Regions from separate parts of the Sorghum bicolor genome. Here region 2 is linked to region 1. A link is a contact called in public HiCAR-type data. All regions are on one chromosome and are shown on one strand. Each heading gives the region's core, a stretch centred on a gene start, on an enhancer-like site or on the middle of the called end of the contact. The rest is flanking DNA. Distances are from core to core; before and after follow the strand shown. Region 1 holds the start of LOC8069381 (basic leucine zipper 9). Region 2 holds the start of LOC8069385 (probable serine/threonine-protein kinase PBL17).

What was found. HiCAR-type assays count read pairs that join an accessible place to other places.
Region 2: a HiCAR-type map of leaf shows a contact between it and region 1, with 2.8 times the contacts expected there. The contact joins the promoter of LOC8069385 here to the promoter of LOC8069381 in region 1. A contact is called at or near these places in 1 of 4 Hi-C or Micro-C datasets (leaf mesophyll) and 1 of 1 datasets of contacts at active chromatin or transcription factors (leaf).

Annotation. Positions count from the first base shown.
Region 1 is chr10:56,123,640-56,126,243 of Sorghum_bicolor_NCBIv3, reverse strand. It overlaps LOC8069381 (basic leucine zipper 9), which reads left to right and starts at 1,288. Exons shown (of 6, transcript XM_002438753.2): 1 at 1,288-1,630; 2 at 1,788-1,869; 3 at 2,472-2,604. The coding sequence starts at 1,463.
Region 2 is chr10:56,161,136-56,163,739 of Sorghum_bicolor_NCBIv3, reverse strand. LOC8069385 (probable serine/threonine-protein kinase PBL17) reads left to right here and starts at 1,296. Exons shown (of 6, transcript XM_002438757.2): 1 at 1,296-1,679. The coding sequence starts at 1,631.

The DNA.
Region 1 (2,604 bases), core at 39-2,538:
TTGCATTTTGAGAGGCCCCTCTGAATCTAGTTGAAGCCTTGAAGGTTTCTACTTAAGCCCATCCTGGCCCAACCCGTCGAACATTTCGCCGAGGACACAGGAGGCCGGCGACCAGCTCGGCCGAGCGGTGAGCAGAGCCCACGGCCCAGCTTGGCTGCGCGTGGCGCATATACCGAACAAAATGTGGAAACCCGATAACACAATATCTGAAGACGTAACACTGCATATAAAGTAATACCGTACAACATTTCTTTGGACACGAAACTGAGAATATATTTTCCTTATAGATTGCTTACAGCTACAAGTCTCTTCCAATTTCCGTCGACAAACGAGATCCTACATCCCCCGGGGGTCAACTATATACGCAAACACACGACTCTATCTGTACCCTTTTTTTTAGCATATGGAAGTATCCTAACTACTACTGTACGTACTACCGGAAGCATTCGAATTTTGCACGATATCGATACGCAACCAACCAACCAACCGACCGACCTCCCGTCCTATATGGCGTGTCACCCGTGCTTTTCTTGTTGCTAATGGCCACGGCTTGACTGCCACTGAACATACATCGCCCATCAAGTAGTAGGTCGGTAAACCCTGATCTGATCCGATCACCCTCCCGGGATAACGAAAACAATCCAGCCACCACCGCCTTTCGGAAAAGCAGAGCCGGAGCCGGACTACCAGAAGATCACAACAAGTTCACCAGGATCTTTTTACCTCGTTGCCGACCACCGAACCCCCCCAATTCCTCACGCACCCAGTCACGCCGCTGGCGCAGGATCGCTTCGAAAAGCCCGGCAGGCGGCAGCCGCTGTCCCGTCCGACGCAGCTCCACGAGTGCGTCTCCGTCGCTTGCCCCCCCGCCCCGGGTCATCCCGCGCCACATCATCGCCCACTCACCACACCAGGCCCGCGCGCATCGTGTGGCCGCGCGGACGCGGCGCCCTGGCCGCGGGGCCCGCCCCGCCCCATCCACACGGCCCACGAGGCGGACGGATCCCGAGCCCCGTGCCTGCCTCCCTCCCTCGCTCGCTTTCATCGCGAGATACGCGCTGGTCGGGGTCGCCACCTCGTCCAACCCGACCCCACGTACCGTGACAGCCACGGCCCACCGGAAGCGGGACCCGCCTGTCGGTGACCACGGCTGCGCGCGCGTGCCCCAGGGCATCGGCGTCGTTGCCTCGCCAAGGCCGACGCGGATCCGAGTCATCCGGCGTCACCATCCATTTGACGAGGCGGTTTATCCCCCCCCAGCACACCCAACTAACCTTTCCACGTACCACCGGATTTCTGTCCGCGCCTCCACCCGCTCCTTCAAAAACCATCGGCACCGCACGGCACGGCACGCCGGCGAGCGACACCACCACGCCGGGACGGGGACGGGACGGGAGGCGCAGGTGCGGTCGGCGTCAACTGTCGCGGCACGCCCGGCAGGCAGGCAGGCAGGCAGGGAGGGATGAAGAAGTGCGCGTCGGAGCTGGAGCTGGAGGCGTTCATCAGGGAGAGCGGCGACGACGACGCCCGCGCCGCCGCCGCCGGGCGTAGCAATCACGGGTGCGGCGGACCAGGCGAGCCCGGAGGGAGCGCCGTGGTGTTCTCGCCCGGCGTCGGTTTCGCCGAATCGGTGAGCACTGCCAGCCACGAGCAATGTGATTGATTGCGGTTGCAGCAGCTGTTGCAACTGGAAATGCATCTCTGCTGCTTACAAAGAAGATAGGTAGAGTTCGCTGCGCTTGCCTGTGGTTTCATCGTTAACGAAAGATATGTTTGTGCACGAGCAGAACACCATGGATGACAGCAGTTGGTGGTATGGGAGCGTCCGCACGCCGAACCCAGTCATGTCGCGGACAGCGTCCATCTCCGGTAAGGAACATACAGCCCTGCTCCTGCAATCTATACAAACTGGAATTCAACTATACCATCATCAGATGATGTGATCTCTGTACAAATGGTAGACTAATTGTGAATAACTGTTGATTGGATATGTGAACCACAACCATCAACCATTTATTACAGTTTGCACATGAATCCTGTGGGAGCCTTGTTTAGTTCCCAAAAAATTGCCAAAATTTTTCATGATTTCCCGTCACATCGAATCTTTGAACGCATGCATGGAGCATTAAATATAGATAAAAAATAACTAATTGCATAGTTTGCCTGTAATTTGCGAGACGAATCTTTTGAGCCTAGTTAGTTCATGATTAGATAATAATTGTCAAATACAAACAAAAGTGCTATAGTTGTCAAACCCAAATTTTTTCACCAACTAAACAAGGACTCAGTGTTTTCATCTGTCCAAAATTCTAGGGAAATTCTTGCCTGCTAAAAGGCCTATTTGAATGTATGTTAACAGCTAGTTGAATCGATTTAGAGTATGGTCACATCCGAATTATGCAGAATTCTAAAAAACATCCAATTAGGCTCATGGCAAGGATTGCTCACCTGTCGCGTTGTCCTGGTCACAGCCAGCCTCGAGGCAACCACCTCAGCGAATCATGCTCTTGAAAGCGAGTCAGACTCCGACAGCGAATCACTCTACGAGGTAGAGGGAGTTCCATATGAGCGAGGCAACAAATCTGTAGAAACAAAGCGAATAAG
Region 2 (2,604 bases), core at 47-2,546, 37 kb before region 1:
GTGAGATCGGTGCCACAATTGTGGCGTGTTTTTCAACTAGAAAAGGTCGTGGCCGCCACATCTAAAGCTGGAACCAAACAACATGCTTGCACTCGTGGCATGCCACAGTTGAGAGCTGAGACTAACCAAACACCTTCAAAATAATTTGACTATTTTTTAACATACGATATGATGCCAACTATTACCTAGAAAGATTTAGGGCCTGTTTAGATTGGCAATGAAAATTTTTTGGGTGTCACATCGAATGTGTCGGAAGGATATTGGGAGGGTTTTTTAGAAACTAATAAAAAAACAAATTACATAGCTCGTCAGGAAACTTCAAGACAAATTTATTAAGCATAATTAATCTGTCATTAGCATATGTGGGTTACTGTAGCACTTAAGGCTAATCATGGAGTAACTAGGCTTAAAAGATTCGTCTCGTGATTCTCAACTAAACTGTGTAATTAGTTTATTTTTTTATCTATATTTCATGTTCCATGCATGTGTCCAAAGATTTGATGGGATGGATGAAAAAATTTTAGGTGGGAACTAAACAGGGCCTTAGACCTAAAACTCAAGATGTGCTAGGAGAGAGAAAAATATATAATTTCTGTCGGATTGGACCAATTCAGACGAGTTGTGGATAGTAAACTCAGTTGATTTTTTTTTCTAGAATGTCTACAAACAAAAGTAAGAATCGGGTTAATATATAACGTTTGAGGCTATTGTGTTTTGTAACGAAGAACTAAAACTCTAAAACCTTAAAGAAATCTATCTCTATTTTTCGTCTTCAATTTTGCTTCTCTTTCTAAATCTCCAATTCCTAAGCTATTTGTGTGGTTCGTTGCGAAACCATGACAGGAGCCTAGTAAGCCTAATAGACGTCAGTCGAGGTTAAAATCAGTCCTCTAGTGAAGTAAGGAATTTAATTATAAATATATGGAATCAATAGAAGATACTCCCTCCATCCCAAATTGTAAGTTATTCTAAAAATCTTGAAGATTCAAATTATTATAAGTTTGACCAAATTTATATAATAAAATAATAATTATTATGATACCAACTAAGTATTAGATTATGCTTTAATTATATTTTCATAGTATACTCGCTTTATGTTATAAATTTTATTATTTTTCTCTGTAATTTTGATCAAACTTGAAAATATTTTAACTTTCTAATATTTTTAAAATAATTTATAATTTAGAACAGAGAAAGTAATAGAGGATAAATACATGGGAACCTCTTAAAGAATTGTATGGGCTTTTATTTAGAGGCCCATCAAGCCCACGCACCGGCGCATAGTCTTCTGTTCATTGCAGCGCCGCGCCGACGCTCATCTTCCTCGCAGCGCCGCTCAGGGTCGGTCTCTCAGCGCAGATCTTCTGCTCCTTTCCCCACTCGCGCTCAGCGGCTCAGGCTCGGTCCCTCAGCGACGGAGGGGCAGTCCCAGGCTCCGCGGCGGCGTCGGCGGCTCCCCCTCCCGCCTCTCGCCAGTCGCCTCGCGCCCTCGCCTCCGTCCTCCGCGCACCGGCCGGCGACCCTGCGTACGCACCTCCCTCTCCCCTCCCACCTCTGCTGTACCGTGGGAGCCCGGCCAGCTGCCCAGGGTGGCCGGGCCTTGGCTCCGCCGGTGATCTTGGGGGTTCCCATGGGCGGATGCTTCTCGCAGGAGGAGCACCGGCTCCAGAGCAGGCCAGGTTCGTGCTCTTTGCTTGTCCTACTCCCCTCTCATGTATAGTTTATAGGGTACTATATATATCCGTGAGGCCAGGTTAGGCGTGGTTACCTGTGTAATCTGGACAGATTGGCTATCAGTTGCTTTTGGATTTTGGTAGAATCACCTTAAGAAGGGAGGAAATGATGGATTTTGATTGTTTGGAATGCCCGATTGTAGCATGTTGCTATCTGTGCTTGTGAGCTCATGTAACAAGTGATGGGATGTGCCATGCATAGCCTTTTTGGCGCAATTTTTCCCTATTCAATGTTGTATTTTCATGCTCTACAGTGCCCAATTTCTTCCACAAACTTTGCATGGTGTAATTTTGCTCATTGATGTCTTGTGGAAGGCATGTGGTACAATAATAGACCCATGCGTTGCTTATAGAATTGCATTATGGGGCAAGGCCTAGTCTATGGGGAAGAATAAGTCAACTGCAGCTCATAGTTTGATGTACAAATAACATCAGCAAAGTTCTCAGATAATTTGGTACCTGCGCAGGCCGTGCTTGAACAGTTCTGGTAACTTGACCTTCAATTGATTCCTGACAAGTTAGTCAAACGGTGTCTCAACTTAACCCTAATACATTTATTGGATAAAGCAAATAATGGGCAGTTTCGCAGTTGTGCTGATATCTTCATGAGCTTTAGTAGAGATTGCTTTGTCCAAAAATTCTGGGGAAGACATGACATGGACTATCCTGCTTATGCTATCTTGTGACCATAAATGCTCTCTTAAAACCATTTTAATCTTCCTTTAAGATCATTATCACTGTGCAGTTATGCTTATGCCTTCGCAGTTGTCCCGAAAGGCCTTCTTATTGGCATGATGCACAATACAGTCCATTTGCATGCACGTCATGGAACAGTGTGAATAAAAAAAAAGGAATTGTCTTCAGGGACTGA